Regions from separate parts of the Oryctolagus cuniculus genome. Here region 2 is linked to region 1. The links are chromatin contacts, called in public Micro-C maps. All regions are on one chromosome and are shown on one strand. Each heading gives the region's core, a stretch centred on a gene start, on an enhancer-like site or on the middle of the called end of the contact. The rest is flanking DNA. Distances are from core to core; before and after follow the strand shown. Region 1 holds the start of DOCK8 (dedicator of cytokinesis 8). Region 2 overlaps DOCK8 (dedicator of cytokinesis 8).

Region 1 (4,467 bases), core at 1,455-3,954:
GACTAGAACCCGGTGTGCCGGCGCCGCTAGGCGGAGGATTAGCCTAGTGAGCTGCGGCGCCGGCTGAGATAGGCAAAACTTTAAGACAGGAATTGGCTCTGCTCTTTCTAGTTTGTCATCTTATACAAGTCATTAAGTCCCTGAGCCTCAGTTTACTTCAGATGCAAAGAGGGTATAACATTATTACTTAACCATTGATATGAATGGATTAATTAATATTTGTAAAAGATTTGGGGCAGTACCTAATGTAAAGTAAGTGTTTTTTGGTTGTTTATTTATTTATTTGAAAGGGAGAGCTAGAGAGAGAGATGGAGAGGCAAAGAGAGAGAAAGCTTCAATTTGGTGCTTCATTCCCCAAATGGCCACAATAGTCCAGGCTGGGCCAGGCTGAAGCCAGGAGCCTTGAACTCCATCTGGGTCTCCCATGTGAGTGGCAGGGTCCCAAGCACTTTCTGCTGCTTTCCCAGGCACATTAACATGGGACTGGATCAGAAGTAGAACAGCCAAGACTCAATTAAATGCCCAAATACAATGCTGCTATCAGAGGGATGGCTTACCCCTATTTAGTTGTTTTTTAAACTAAATAGTTAACTTGCAAGAATGAGATTGGTTTTCCATGGAGTAAAGGAAATGTGGAGAAAACTGGGAGAGAATTTAGGATATTGATGTAGACTCTGTCATAGAAAAGAGAAGAGTCTTACACAGGTGAAAGACAAAGTCAAATAACACACAGGTGCAGAGAAAGCCGAAGGCTTGAGAGGCCACTAGCCTCAGGAAAGAGGGCTCCCAGAGTGCATTTCAGGTGGGGGGAAACAAGGAGTGAAGTCTCACTATTGAGAACCTGGAAGCAAGGCATTTGGGTGGCTATTTTTGCAAGTTGTCCTATGACCACCTTAATGGGTAACATATTCCTGGTGAATTGTTAAAAGGCCTCTGAGAACCCTGGGGTTACTGTGAAGCAGCACAGGGTTGACAGCCCCGAGGACCAAACCTTCACAGCGGCGTGCCTGGTAGTGAGTTGGATGCGGTGTGATCTGGGGAAAGACAGAAAAATTTAGGACACCCACCACCCACGCTGGGTTTTCCTTCATTGCCAATTCTGAAAATCTGAAATGCTCTCATTACATTGCATTTGTGTTCTATGGTTTCATAAACCAGTATGTTTGCTCTCCACCCGAGTATATGTCATAATCACTCAGAAACTCAGAGAGAAGCCCCTCTGAGAGACCCACTTGCGCACAGTGGACTCAGGACTCTGAAATCACAGTCTTGAAGAATTACTCATGTGCTCCCCATTTGAAGAAGTACGCGGAATTGTTTTTCAGTATTTTCCTAGTCAAATGTTTATTCTTAAATTCCAACATAGTAAATACATTTGGGAGAATTTTCAAAGTCAGACACAATACATTTAAAAAAAAACTTTCTTTTTTTAGATTTGTTTGTTTTCATAGTCTATGTAAGGTAACTTATGAACTTTGTCATATATGCTTAAAGGCATTGCTACTGGGCAGGGAAGTAAGTTACCTAGCCAGACCTGCAGTTACTAAGCCACCTGATGCATCCCAAACTACACAGAGAAAGGACAATGGAGCAGAGACCAAATTCCGTGCTGGGGAATTTTAGTGTTAGGGTGTAAATTACTTTGTTTGGACTGGCACTATCCCAACAGGAATATAACATGGCCCACAAAGGCTAGCCACATACTTAATAGTACATTTTCTTCACGGCAAGCCAGATTTTACAAACGGAAAAGCCAACAGGTGAAATAGATTTTAATAATAGAGATCTTATTTACTTTATAATATATCCAAAGTATCATTTTAACATGTCATCGACATAAAAATCACTAACAAGTTATTTTTCATCGTCTTTCTCTGTGCTGTCTCTAAAGGGCGGTGTGTGTTTCACACTTCCAGCACTCAGACCAGACTACCCACAATTTCAAGCACTCACAGCCACACGGGGCTAGTGGCTGCCACAGCAGACAGTGGAGCTTTGAGCCAAAAATACACTGCTTCGGTCCTTTTTTTCAAGGGCAGGTGGACAAATAGAGCCCTCCAGCGCTGCACGGCTTGCAAGCAACAACTTGAAACAGTGGCTTTCTACCCCAGTCAGGGCTGGGACTTTTGTGATTTTGGTCTTGAGTTAAGGCTGGGCATTTTAGAAGACCTGTCAACCTGAAACTGAAACGGGGATGCGGTGCACTCTTGAGTTACAGGAATGCTGTGCGCCGTGTTTTCCCAGAGAAAAGCATTTCTTTCAGGTTGCAAAAAAAAATTTTTATGTAACTCGTAGTATCTCTTCCTTGGATGGATCCATTATACTTATTCAAAGCGTTCGAGCAGGGTGGTGGGCATTATCTTTGGCAAAGGTCATTCGTACGCTCAGGGATTTCACCGATTTTTAAAATTTGCCTTCTCCCAGGAACGCTGTCGACCTTTCCTAAAGAATGCCAGGGTTCGTTTCCCGACCTCGCCAGCTTCGTGCAGCGCGCGGAAGGCGCGGGCTCCCCCCGCTTGCGCCCGTGCCCTGGCAGCTTCGTGGCTCCGGGCAGATGGAGTTTCCGGCCTGCGCTCCGCGGTCGCCGGGTCAGTCGCCCGCTCTCCTCTCTCTCCTGCGGTCGGAGTCCCGGGAAGAGCACGCCGTCGGCGGGAGGATCCGGAGGGCAGTTCAGCGCGGCGTCCACACCCTCCTGGCCCGCCGCTGCTGCGTGCCAGACCGGGCGGCGGGCGTCTGGGCCGGGCGCCGCAGCCCAGCGCGTGGGCCCTCCCCCCGGGGTGGTTTCAGCGCAGAAGGTGGAAATGCGGAAGTTTCCAGGCCGGTCTGACAGATGAGGCTCGCGCCGGGCTCGGCATGCGCTCCAGCGGCTCTGCGGCGCGCCGGGCCCCCGCTCTCCTCACCCCGCGACCCTAGAGGGCACCAAGCCGCCGGCGGCCATGGCCACGCTGCCGAGCGCCGAGCGCCGCGCCTTCGCGCTCAAGATCAACAGGTAAGACGCGCTTCGCTGCGAGGGAGTCCGCGGCCGCACTGCCCGGCCCGCAGAGCGCCAACCTCTAGGCGGCTGCGGAGCGGTAGCCGGCGCGTCCCTGCGAGTCCGCGGCAGGGCGCGCCTGAGCCCCGAGGCTGCCGCGGTGGAGCCGCCGAGCGCGCGACGACCCGCGCGCTGCGGGCTCAGCCCCGTCTTGGCTGAGAGTAGCCGCCTTCTCGGTTGTCTTCAGCCATCCGTGTCCCTGCTCGGAACCCTCCACCGCACGTCGTCCGCGCGGCCCTCAGGGCTCTGACAGGTGGCCCGGAGGGTGAGGCGCGCGGGGTTAGCCGGGTTGGGCGCGCCACGCAGGTTCTCAGGCGTTGAGAGTGGAGAGAATGAAGTGGCTGCGAGGAGAGCTTTGCTTTGAGAGGCAGCAGCTTCAAGACTTCTGATGTCCTGAGTAGGGCTCTTCCCCCTCCCCACCCCCACCTCGTTTTATTATGCCCAAAAAAAAGTTTGGCTCCTGTAACATCGCTATTTTTAATCCCTGGTCCAGAAAAGCCATGGAGTGGAAAAAGTGATTTTTAAAATAATTCTCCATTTCAATAAACAAAAAGGAATGCCTGTGGCTGGCATTTTTGGAGCTACAGCCCTCCAGCAAGGGACTAAGGTCTCAGGGCTCCCAGCTTCCCGTCCAGTTCGCAGTCAGAATTGCACGTGTATGGAAGCGCAGACACTGTGGAACGTTCTCTGCACAGGTGCTCTCACTGCAGCTTTTCCTCCACTGAAAACTGCCGACAAGCATTTCGGGGCAGCTGTGTTTTGCCCGGAGAAGTCCAAGCTATCTGGTTAAAAGATAACGTGAAACTAATCCTGGGTCTGCAGCGCTAGGGTCTGTTAGTGTCCTTTTCGCTGAGTCTGGGGAAGGCTGGTGTCACCTGCTTCGTGCTGCCGGTGTCCAGAGATTTGAGCTGTAACGAACTAGAAGTCCCGCGAAACTAGGCGGTAAGGACTTCCAGGGGGCATACTGAGCTTTACTGGAGCGCTTATTTCCACCTGCTGTGTAGCTGGGAGCAACATCTCCCTCACCTTCGTGTTTCTTCATCCACAACATGACTTTAATTATTAATGTGTCCTGGATGTTAACGCTGAAGGCCTAAAGGCACTGGTCCGAAGCCATCAAGTGCGTCAGGGAGTTTTTCCCGCGTTGGGTTTCCTGGTGGTTACATGCTAGGAGGGGCAATCCATTTGGGGAACATGGGGAAATCAGAAGTCACTGGTGGTTTCGCCACGTGTCATGGCCACTTCTCCTCCAGGCCTTGTCCCTGTGGATTTGGAGTCCGGAAGTGTGGGTTAGAAGAAGGATGTTGCAGACTGTGGGCTTGATCTGGGGGAGCGAGCAGCACCAGGACTGATCTCTGAGGCAATCTTGCAAGCAACTCGGATTCCTGTGGCCGAAGGGTTAAGGAGAAAGGCCCTGTGTGGAATCAGTTCTGCTT
Region 2 (4,467 bases), core at 497-2,996, 65 kb after region 1:
CTTGGGGGAGGAAACAGTAGATGGGAGCTCTCTGAATATCTGTCTGTCTCTGTTTTTCAGCCTCTCAAATAAACAAAAAAGAAAAATAAGTTTGGGGATGCAAAACCCCAGAGTTTTCTTCATTTCCTATAGAAGCCATTTTGATCTCTGTTAACTCTCAGTGCCATGCAGTGGGCGCAGGGGAGTGGGAGAATGGCCTCATCCCTGGTAGGTTTTGTGTCAGTGTCTGCGGCAGACTGGCTTGTTCTGTGCACAGATGAGAGCTGCCGTCCTTTCCTCTGGCAGAGTTCTGCACTCCCACCTGGCTCCCACATAGGTTGCTATCTGGTTCCTTCAGCCCCTGCTGCTTTGTGTTACTTTGTTTTGGGAGATCCTCTTAGGACTAGGGTGCTCTTCTCAGCCAACTGCCTGATCCGCCATCAGAACAGGGGGTGGGGGGGGAAGCTCCTCTGGCCCTTTCACTGCGCCTGGCATGACCTAGAGGCACGCTTTGCACTCAGCTACTGAGGAGTGCCCTGTTGCCTTCTCTCCTGCCCACTCCTTCCTTCAGTAAGTCAGCCACCCTGCGGCATCCCAGACACAAAGTAGAATGGATTGTGCCCAGCTCTCAGCTTCATCTTCACTCCCTACCATGAGTCATTCGCGTCCCTATTGTCATCGGGCCAGCAAGGGTGGAGAGGGGACAGAGCAAGCCGCGCTTCCCTTGCAGTGTTACTTGCTTTTGGCTCTCCAACAGCAACTTTGTTGCTCCACTCCTACTTGCTGCCTTCACTGGTGTGTGGTTTCAAGGAGAGGAAAAACCGGTTTTGTCAGCACTTCGGGATCTGTCCTTGTCTCACAAGACTCTGGGCTGTTTGTCTGTTGGTCCATGGGAGGGGTCAGAGGGGGGAACAGAACAGAACAGTACTCCTTGGGGTGATGACTCCAGGTAGTCTGCCATAACCGACCACTGCCCACTGCATACCCTTGCAACTGTGCATAGTAGTATTCCTACACAGATAGGCCTATCTAGGTGACTCTTACTTCCTTAAGGCACTGTTTCACCACCGAGAACACCGAATATTAATTTAATTGGGGACTGACAAAGGGTTGCCAACTTTTAATTTTATTGACCAAAGAAAAATATTTTTAAAGTTACCATCTAGTTCTCTCGTTTCTTTGGTTCCCTCCCTCTGCCACTGTGGAAGGCTAAAATTGAAGAGCAAAGGACAGTTTTCTTAAGTGAGTAAACTTTGCCGAAGCAGAACCCAGCAGATTGCCCCAAGTTAGTTCATGTAGCTTCAGTCCAATGAAAATTTCTTGCAGGCCAGCGGCGTTTGGAAATCGCCGCCTTGGAGTGCTTCAGTCACCTCGTCTGGCTCCCTGTCCACTATGATTATGCTCCAAGTGCTTTCAGAAACCCATGTATAGCATAACTCAGGCCAAAGGCGACCCCGTGCCTCCATCCTCAGCCAGAGCGGTGTTGAGTTTGCATGAATTTCTGGAAATGTGCCTCCATTCCCTCCTTTGCTGTATTTGGGCAAATAAAACATGGCCTCAGAGAGCTTTTGCAGGAGAAATTACAAAAATTCAGCAAAACCATGTGATCTCATTTTGGATCTCCTCAGGATTCCTCATCAAGATGCAATTAAGCAGAGAAAAATTCTGCCTTGGGGTGTGATTTTAATTACTCACCATGTTATGACTTGACTTTCCGTGCTGCGTTTCTCTTCCTTGCCCTATCACTGCTTCCGAGTCTGGCAGCTCCTCCAAAGAGTCACTTCATTTTAGGCTGAGAGCAAAGTGCTAGGTTGAAAGGAAAGAGCAGGGCTTACGTCCTCTGCCGCCTTAGCGCTTTCTCCAGGAGAACCCGTGGGAAACTCCTCTTTGTCTTGCTTCCCCCTCCAGCCTCCGTTTTATGACCCCGTGGAGCCAGTGGACTTTGAAGGACTTCTCATGACACACCTCAACAGCCTGGATGCAGACCTGGCCCAGGAGCTGGGAGACCTCACTGATGACGACTTGGTTGTGGTGTTCACGCCAAAGGAATGCAGGACGTTGCAGCCGTCTTTGCCGGAGGAAGGGTAAATCGTGGGCTTGGAACATAGATGGGATAGTGACTCGTGACTGTTATCAGTGCGGGGGAGGTGGCCTGAGTCTGCACCTCTTTTAAAAATAAACAAAATTACTGAAGCCATAAGAGGAGCAGATAACCACGTGGTACCATCATGTAGATGTACATAGTTTTTAAACTGATTTGGCCAAAGGCTCTGAAAAGAAGAGATGCGGTGCTCCAGAAGGGGTTCAGTGTGCAGGCCCTGGAGCTGGACTGCACGGGTGCCAGCTCGGTGAGCTGGAGCAAACCACATGACCCCAGGAAGCCTCAGCTCCGAGTGAGCAAGCATCATGTTCAGTGCACACTGATTTGCAGTCTGCTATGTGCTGAGTAGAAAGGTGAATCGGGCAAAGTCTCTTCCCTTAAAGTTTTTTCAAGGGGAAAAACTTCTTGGAGTAAACATGTTTAGAGCTGCAGTCTCTACCCTCGGTTTATTTATGTGTTTAGAAGAATGAGCATGAGTTCACTCAAACTATGGACTTTTGTCTAAATGAAACTCCTGTTGCTGCCATGGTGCGAAAATCAATGTTGCCTGTAGAAGCTTAGCCTGAACTTTTATTTGCATTCACTTTAAAAGCTGAACTGAAATTTGCATTCTCTTGGACATTTTCAGCCTTCTCATCTTCCCCAAAAAGTCCCAGTAAGGTGGTCATGAAACAACTCCTTCCATCGTTTCTGTGAAATATTCCAGTTCTGTTTTGGACTGTGTTTCATCACAGTGTCGGGAGGCTGGGTAGCAGTGAGGAGCACTGCTAACAGCCCTTTGCTCCCTTATTCAGACAGTTCTCATTGACACTGGAGGCTGATGAAACGCACAGTTCTTTCCTCCCTGGGACACATTTTTCCCCTGTTGTCCATTTATTCAGGTGTGACGTTAGCATAAATCCCATCTGTTATTCTCACCTTTGGAAAACAATCACAAAATTTGTGTGTAATTGTTCTCAAGTATGGTCAGAATCTTGGAAAACCCCATTTAAAATACTTACAGTAAGTTTAGCGAGAGGAGGATGGGGGGATTTAATAGAGGAGATAATTTTGTTTTTCACATCAGTTTTTGAAATAAGATGTGTCAGAATTTATCCCTGACACATTATCTACATGGTGGCTTTCAAACAGCCTCTACTGTTTTAATTCATGCCAAAAAGTCTTCTATATAACTAAGCAGAGGAAGTTACCGCTGTCACCATGAAGGTCAACAACAGTTGAATCCTGTTGAATCCCTTTGTGCTTAGCCTAGCAGTTTATATGTTGAGCTATAACAGCACAGAGGTTATAAGCCTGGACTCCGCAGGTGAACTGCCTGGGATCAAGTCCTTACCTTTGCACTTGCTGGCTGACTCGTAGCAACACTCTGATCATCTCAGTCTTCAAAAAGAGTAACAGCAGTGCTTGCCCTGCAGGGCTGATTGACAAAGTGAATTAATACCTACAGAATTAAAGTGATTGCATCAGACCCTAGTGCACAGTTAACGGCACCCAAGTGTGCACTGTCACGTAGAGGACTTACCGTGAACCAGACACTCTTCTGCGCGCTTTGCACTCTCCCTTATGTAATCTGCATCACAACTCTCTGATGGAGGTACTCTTCTTATTAATATCACCATGTTCAGCTGGAGCAACTGAGTCATAAAAGGGTTGAGTGATTGGCTCAAAGGTCACAGAGGGGCCTGCGCCATGGTGCACTAGGTTAATCCTCCACTTGTGGCACTGGCATCCCGTATGGGTGCCGGATTCTGTCCCAGTTGCCCCTCTTCCAGTCCAGCTCTCTTCTGTGGTCCGGGAGTGCAGTGGAGGATGGCCCAGGTGCTTGGGCTCCTGCATCCACATGGGAAACCAGGAGGAGGCACCTGGCTCCTGGCTTCCGATCGGCATAGCTCTGGCATTGACGGCCATTTGGGGAGTGAACCAATGGAAGGAAGAACTTTCTCTCTGTCTCTCTCTCTCACTGTCTATAACTCTACCTGTCAAATAAACTAATAAAAATCTTTTAAAATAAAAAAAATCACAGAGATAAGAAGGGGTGACGCAAGGGTCTGGGGACCAGGGTCCAGAGACTCCACGTTTGGCTTTTACAATGTTTCACCAACTACTATCAGCCAATCTACAGGTGGGTGAGTACTGTTCTCGTACTCTTTCTACAAATGAAAAAAATAAGACTTGCATCACTTGGACCTATTTGTCACTACTAAGAACATGTTTGCAACAACAGCAAAAGCCTTACTACTCAAGACTATCACATACATGAAGAGTATCCTCACAGCACACTCCTGAGCAGGCGTGATGGAACCACCTGAATTAATGATCCCCAACCAAGGCCATTGGCTGCAAGGTCATCAAATCATAAGACAGCTGTTCTTCTTGGCTTTCAGAAC

The links. Hi-C and Micro-C count contacts between places; a contact is called where the count stands out from the background.
Region 2: a contact with region 1 is called in a Micro-C map of ear pinna, with 1.9 times the contacts expected there. The contact joins the enhancer-like site here to the promoter of DOCK8 in region 1. A contact is called at or near these places in 2 of 6 Hi-C or Micro-C datasets (ear pinna and an unstated tissue).

Annotation. Positions count from the first base shown.
Region 1 is chr1:162,291,909-162,296,375 of mOryCun1.1, forward strand. It overlaps DOCK8 (dedicator of cytokinesis 8), which reads left to right and starts at 2,705. Exons shown (of 48, transcript XM_008256091.4): 1 at 2,705-2,989. The coding sequence starts at 2,937.
Region 2 is chr1:162,357,970-162,362,436 of mOryCun1.1, forward strand. DOCK8 (dedicator of cytokinesis 8) reads left to right here. Exons shown (of 48, transcript XM_008256091.4): 3 at 1,888-2,063. Among named protein-coding and RNA genes, the nearest start is that of DOCK8, 66 kb to the left of the region's middle. Within about 2 kb of position 1,747, at least 2 of the 8 cell types and tissues checked have an H3K27ac peak or open chromatin away from gene starts, as enhancers often do. A contact at or near this core is called in ear pinna, where this site is marked.